2 separate regions of the Cricetulus griseus genome follow, and region 2 is linked to region 1. Evidence: chromatin contacts called from public Micro-C data. All regions are on one chromosome and are shown on one strand. The core of a region is the stretch at or near the end of the contact, and the rest is flanking DNA. Distances in the headings are between cores, read along the strand shown.

Region 1 (3,816 bases), core at 1,305-3,804:
TACCTGGGTTGTTTCCACTACATTGTGATTGTTGACTGGCAATCTAAACCCTCCCCTCAACTCTGTGTCACAAGTACCATTAGATTCCCATGAGCTGTGTCACACCCTGTGTCACACCCATTTTAATGAAAAAGGAATCATTTAAGATAAGGTCCCATCACTCAATTAATTGGCATCGGAGTTGGGGTATGAATAAAAAACTAGGACAAAACCTATTATCTCATCTGTTTGGGCCAAAAAAAAAAGGTGCTGGTGGGAGCCAGAGAAAGGAAGAGCAGGAAGAAGTTAGTACCTGCACATGCAGAGACTGCACACAGGTAAGGAAAGGAAGAGAGAGTGACTCAGAGACAGTCACCAAGACAGGTCATAGGCACACAAATTGGAGGGCAAGCACCGAGACAGAACAGGGAGCAGGGTCTGGGGAAATGGTTCAGCAGTTAAAAAGCCCTCGCTGCTCTTGCAGGAGGCTCACAGTCCAAATCCTAGCACCCATATTAGGTGACTCACACCCCTTGTAATTCCAGCTCATGGAGATCTAATGCCCTCTTCTGGTCTCCAAGGTCACGCAAACACATATACCTAAGTTTAAAAATAACTATTAAAAACAAAGGGATGGAGGCAAAATAATGCCAAAGAATTTCAAAGAAGTATACAACCTGGAACTGGTAGAAACTAGGAAGGCTCTGGAGACCTTCTACCTATTATACTTCCATGTTGAGAAGTTCCACTGTGTATTTTTTTTTCACTTGACCTTAGCAAATCTGTTACATGATTTAAAAATTAGAGCATGTATTTTAATTTATTGTCAGAAATTTTTTAAACCAAAAGAAAACTGACAGGTGTGTATAGTAGTACATCCCAGAACTCAGAAGGGTGAGGCAAGAGGATTGCTATGAACTGGAAGCCAGCCTGGGCTATAGCAAGTTCCAGGATAGCCTGGGCTATACTGTGAAACTCTGGTCTTAAAACAAACAAATGCTTAAAGTTCTTTCTTTTTTAGTTCACTTAAGAACATCTCTAGAACATAATATCAAAAGTCAGTAGTGAGTGCTGAACACAGGGGTGGGAAGTAAGACTTGCTTATCACTTTTATTGCAAACCCTCTTATACTAATGGATTGGTATCTTGTCCCTATATTTTTTTACAAGAGGTTTGTTTTCAACCTGAAATTGTCTCACTTTCTGTTGAGGGTTCCATAGTGTTGGTTAATTAAAAAAACAAAAACAAAAACAAAACAATCACTGGGCTCTGTTAGTACTGGCCAATGGCAGACAGATGCTGGTGCTGGTGACCAATAACCCCTAGGTTACTGTTGTTTTTTAACATAGTAAAGAAAAATCTAGTAACTAAAGATCTTTTGCTTAAGATGACTAAGTATACATTGCTGAATATAAAATTAGGAAAAAGAGCAAACAGCTTTTAAATTAAGACAAAAATGTATGCACCACCAAGCTGATTCTTTACAACACCATATGGTTTTGACATTTTCTAGCCTTTAATGGCTAAACTGTCACTCCAGCCCTGTATTAAGTTTTTAAATCTGATTAAAATCATCAGAATAATGGCAATTATCTTGCTCTCACAGTTCTCTCCCATTTAATCTTGCTACTTTAGGGTATGTCTTACTTGCATGAGGAAAATCCAGGTGACTATGGTGGTTGAACAGAGACAGGAAAAGAAAAGGTTGTAGGGCAAAGGACAGAAACTATACATCACACACACCCAAAGAAGCAGAAGGCTTCTCAGACCCAGGGTCAAGAGCCACCATCAGACAATGGAACATACACTGTTTTCAACTGAGCCCAACTGGAAACTGGCCTGTATTTCTCAGAGATTGTGATTTCATCGGCACAAAAGGATCCTGTCAGCTCTGAAGTCTGAAAAAAGACCTTGTAGATCGGGGCAAGGACTATGATTCTCTGATAAGAGAAGTCACTTCAGGCGTTGAATGGAGGAGTAAGATTGGTTCCAGTCAGACAGACAGACACACACACACATACATACACACACATACACACAGAGGCATTGTTTTTAAAGCATTCTTAAAAAGCGTTTTAAGCACACACTGTACTTGGGATTCAAATTCAGAAAAAAATATAAGCTACAAAACATGAGTATCCAATAACATCTTAAATTACACAGAGTATATAAAATAGATAAAAATAGCTCTTTTCCTCTTGAGGAGAAATCTCAAAGGAAAGGGACAATTGTATAGCAAAAGAGATGGAGCTGATGGACGTTATTATGTTAAGAGAAACAATCCAGATGCAGACATAGGACCTCTCTCATGTGAAGAGAGTTAAAAATTAATTACCAGAGGCTAGACAGGGTGAGGAAGAGGAGGATAAAGGGCTGATGCCTCAGTAAGGATGCATAAGGACACAAACGCTTGCTCAAGATACATCGTATACATGTGTTTTAAAGTCATACTGCACTTCATAAATGTGTAACTTAGGAATATGTGTTCCTTGTTAATTAAAAATAGGAGAGAGGTAGAGGAGGGAAGGGAGAAGGGAGTGGGGATGGGGTACTCAACTGTACTAAACTTCAGTTCCTCTTTCGGGAACCTGATAGTGGCTGTTACTTCCTAACTGCTGCCCCTGCAATTCACACAACCTACCACTAGATGGAACCATCCAACCAGTCCAGCACCCAGCTGTGATTTTTTTTTTTTTTTTTTTTTTTTTTTTTTTTAATTATTGTTGTTGTTCCCTCTACCTGGTAAAGCAGTACTCACAGGACCTACTGCTATTGCTTCCACTCCCACCCCCACCCTAACTGTGCATCATTTGAAGTCCTCAATCTGGGACATACCTTCTGGTGGAAACACACATAAAAGGACCTAGAAGGAAGCTTTTGCTCTGATTACTTGCCTGGGCTGGCCTGGAACTCACCATGTTGATCCACCCACCCCTGTGCTTGAGAACTGGATTAAAGACATACACCTCCATGCCCAGCCCATTTCTGTTTTAAAAACCTAAAACTTTGAAAGTCCTCCCATCAAAATAAGACAAGTGAAAGGCTTCTAAATTATCAATGACCCTGTGAGGTCAAATTGAGGATCCTGAGGGAGGCTGGATGAGCATCATCTGCCCGTGACTTATAGTAGTTCTCTGTTGATATGCAGATTTTTTATACAATTAGTGTTAAATAGGAAAAGTACATAATTGTCTTTTCCATACTTGAGTATATTTAAAATCAACTATTATGCAATCAATAATCTGATCAAAACACTTCTGAATATTCTAATATTTCTCAATGGAAATTTAGCATACAAAATGAGCCAATTCAATTAAAGTTGATGCCATCAAAACAATAATGGCAAGTAAGTTACATCACAGAACAAAGGCTGACTTGTCATTTCAATGAACAATAAGTAGATGGTAGAAACTGAAGTCCTGACTTTCAAGGCTAGGAAAAAATGCTGTCTTCAAGACAAAGGCTGGAAAGAAAGGTAGAAAGACTGTCCATGCAGAAAGCTGCCCCCCACCCTCCTTAAACAGCCAGCCTTAGCCTTCCTGAATGGAATCTAATCAGTGTTCCAGACAGAAATGGGTCAAGTGTTGAGAGGCCAGAGACTGGGAAGCTCACTGTTAGCTGACAGCAGAAACGAGATCACAAGAGAGCATAATCACAGCACCAGCAGACTCCTCCACCAGAGAAAAGGCACAGTGGAAAGTAGCCCATGACTCCAAAGGACTGCTAGCTAGCCATGGACCACGACAGGCATTAGTGATTTTTCATCGAAACATATTGTGAAGTTGAGAAAATATAAATTATTAGCTTATCTGGAGATAACTTTGGTATGAATGTTTA
Region 2 (3,552 bases), core at 360-2,859, 210 kb after region 1:
CTACTATATTCACAGTTCAGTGTTCTTGCTCGGCCATTGTCAGAGAAATTTCCCCCTTCATTTGAAGCGAACAAATACAGAGACCCATAGTGGACAATAAGTAGAGAGTGAGAGATCTCCAAGACTCACTACTAAATGGAATGTCTCTATCTATTCCCTTCCCTCAGGGAACCCTGCAGAAAGGAGGTGAAAAGATAGTAAGAGCCAGAGGGAATGGAGGCACAGGTCTGGGCCAGATGGGCTCTCAATACTGAGAGAGGAAGGACACAAGACCCCTCCCAACTATCTTCCATTGAATTGATAATCCCTCACAAATGAAGAATTAGTTTTCCCCAGTGGGGTCTAACTCACTATACAAACTGTAGGAGAAAAAGGCCAGCTAAAGAAACACACCCTGAGCAGAACCAAAAGAAACACACTTTGGCCTTGCAACCAGAGCCAAACAAATGTACCCTGACCCTGAAACCACAGATAAAGAAACACATTTTGGCCCTGAAAACAGAGCCAAATCTGTCCCTAACTAACTAAGCAGAAAACCAACCAATTCCTGAGCAGGGAAAACAAACCAGTCCTTGAGCAGAAAACCAACCAATCCCTTAGCACGAGATCTAGCCAATCTGAGCTCTGGGACTGAAAAATCTGACCCTGGAAATCTGACTCTCTGGAAAAACGTTGTCCCTAAGAAGCCCTATATAAACCCTGCTCCTGTTCAGTTTGCTGCTGTCTTCTTCCACCTTGGCAGAGGCAGCTACTCTCCTAGATTCTTCCCTCCCAATAAATCTCTTGAATGAGGTTTATCTCTGTGAGTTTGACGCAAGCCTGGTTTACAGAGCTAGTTAAAGGACAGTCAGGACTGTTACACAGAGAAACCCTGTCTCGAACCTCCCTCTCCCACCATTATTTCAAATAGTAATAAAAAGGAATAAAAAAAATACCACCCCTAGGAATGCAGGCAAAAGTGATAAAGTTGTCATTGGCTGATCGTGGTGAGTGTTCAGTACTTACAAATCAACCAGACTGCACTGGGGTCTGCCCCTCATCCCAGGTTTGTCCCTGCCTCGTGTAGCATGTGACAAACTCAGTCAAGTGAAGAATTTGAGGAGGTTCCTACAGCGGAGTAGGAAGTATGGTGCAGAGATCTGTACTCCTACAAAACAGCTTTCTGCGCCTCAGCTCCTGGCTGGATGGATAAGCATCTCGTGAATGAACCATCCCTGCAACATACCCATAAAAACTCCAAAAGGCGGTTCAGAGACTGAATCCCAGACCTTAGCCTAAGGGCACACAGCAACACCAGTCATGACAGCAGGAATCACGAGAGGCAAGCCCTAGTCCCAAGGGGCGGGGCCCAGAAAAGGGCGGGGCTCGTGAGCGTGGCCTTTGGGGAAGGCCAGGAAGGGGATACTGGTTGTGGGCGTGGCTTAGTAAAATACTGCGAGGGGCGTGGGATAAAGGTGGGGTCTTGGAAAGAGGAGAGGATGGAAGGCGGAGCTTCAGAGAGGCGCGAGGACGAGGGCGGGGCTTCGAAGATCAGGAGTGAGGAAGGGGAAGTAGGTGGGGGATTACACACTCGAGGTTGACTTTGTGTCGGGGAGGCGGGGCTATCGTATCGCGTTTCCTACAAATATGTCCGTCTTCTCTTGCCGTAGTGCGAAACAGGAAGTTCCTATGAGGAGTGCTTTAGAGTTCCGGGATCGCGCCGGCACCATGTGGGAGCTGCTCTGAAGAGTTGTTGGTTGTTGAATCCTGCGGATATTCCGAGTTCAGGGTGAGGAGGAGCACGTTCCGGCCGGGAGCGGCTGTAGCTTGGGACGGGTAGCCAGGGTGGGCTTTGCAGCCGTGGTCCCCGCCTGGGTAAAGCATGCGCTGCCGCGGTGTAGTTAATGCTGTTACCGTGGTGATTGAGCTTCGGGGGGGTTCTGGAGTGCTGGGCGGCGGGTTTCTGTGGCCTCTAGAGTACTGAGCGCGGTGTTGCCTGTGCTGCCAAGTAAAGTCACTTCGAAGTTTCGCAAAACACTTTCCACGATGTTTGTTCTTAGCCCGTGTTTTGAGACATCCTCTCCTTTGCAAGATGACGTCCTTAGCCCAGCAACTCCAGCGACTCGCCCTCCCTCAAACTGATCCCAGCCTCCTAACTAGACATGAAGTTGCCTCTCTGTTGTTTGACCCTAAGGAAGCGGCTACCATCGACAGAGACACCGCCTTTGCCATCGGTGAGCTCCCTTTCATTTAGCAAAGCTCCGGGAGCAATGGTATTAGGGGCTTTTTCTGTGCCCTGTTCGATTCCCGAACAGTGTCTAACTTGATTTGTCTCGTTAAGGGGAAAAAAGGCAATCTTGCTTGATGCTTGAATTTATAAGTAGTGATATCTAAAATTTCACAAAGAAACTAATATGTAAAAAGGAAGAAAAATAAGGAGAACTGAGACAGTGAATGAGGTGTGGGAGGAGTCTTCCAAAATTGAGTGTATTTATAATAAGTATTAAAAATATCTTGATATGAAGTACTTTCTTTTCTCCTAGTGAGTGAGATCAGATTTATCTTATACATAAAAGCTAAAACCAACGTTTGAGAGTGCATTATGCATTATTAGTTCTTGGACAAAGAGTAAGGAAAACTAGAAGATCTGTTTGTTGAGTTTGCTTAGAAGGAAGTTATAAGTGACTCTTCTTCTAGGATGCACTGGCCTGGAGGAGCTTCTTGGAATTGACCCTGCCTTTGAACAGTTTGAAGCACCATTGTTCAGCCAGCTAGCAAAAACCTTGGAGCGCAGCGTTCAGACCAAAGCAGTGAACAAACAGCTGGATGAAAACATTTCATTGTTCCTCATTCACCTGTCTCCTTATTTCCTGCTTAAGCCAGCCCAGAAGTGTCTGGAATGGTTGATTCACAGGTAGCTAACCATGTTAATCCTTTACAAACTTAAATAGTTGTGAATACCTGTTAAAGCTGTGTTGTTTGCTGGGCCTCACTGTGTATCTCTTGGTTGATCTCAAACTCACAGACATCAGCCCTTTTCCTCCCCAATGCTGGGATTAAAGGCATATGTCATCACTCTTGTGTAGTGATACATTATTCATGATGTATTAAAGTTTGACCCAGGATTAAGAGATAGACAGATAGGATTAGCATGTTCAGCCTGAGGTAGAGGTAAGAAGCTAGTGTCCAGCTGCTTTGCTTTTTTCTGATATTCAGCTTGACGCTTAAACCCCAATATCAGTTTCTGGGTCTTTTATTTATTAGTGTTATACTCTTGTCTAGTTTTGTTTTGGGAATAGGGTCTCATACAGCTTGAACTGATTTTTAGCTTTTTCTCTATCTTTTCTTTTTTCAGAATGTGCCTTTCCTTGTAGCCCTGACTGGCCTAAAACTATGTAAATCAGGCTGATTTCAAATTCATGAATCTACCTGCTTTTGCCTCCCAAGTCTTGAAATTAAGGCTTTGAACTCTTACGCCTACCTCAGTACTATGGTTATAGGTATGAGCTATCAGACCAGTCTGGACTTCATTAGTTCTAAGGAACAGTGTTCTTTGCCATTGCAGATTCATTC

What was found. Hi-C and Micro-C count contacts between places; a contact is called where the count stands out from the background.
Region 2: a contact with region 1 is called in a Micro-C map of the CHO-K1 cell line, with 4 times the contacts expected there. The contact joins the promoter of Heatr1 here to the enhancer-like site in region 1. A contact is called at or near these places in 6 of 8 Hi-C or Micro-C datasets (the CHK-Q cell line, the CHL-YN cell line, the CHO-K1 cell line and 2 more).

What each region holds. Positions count from the first base shown.
Region 1 is chr3:236,197,982-236,201,797 of CriGri-PICRH-1.0, forward strand. All of the region lies in intron 22 of Mtr (methionine synthase), which reads right to left. Among named protein-coding and RNA genes, the nearest start is that of Mtr, 67 kb to the right of the region's middle. Within about 2 kb of position 2,555, at least 1 of the 6 cell types and tissues checked has open chromatin away from gene starts, as enhancers often do.
Region 2 is chr3:236,405,840-236,409,391 of CriGri-PICRH-1.0, forward strand. Heatr1 (HEAT repeat-containing protein 1) reads left to right here and starts at 1,610. Exons shown (of 45, transcript XM_027409449.2): 1 at 1,610-1,768; 2 at 2,040-2,213; 3 at 2,677-2,893. The coding sequence starts at 2,072.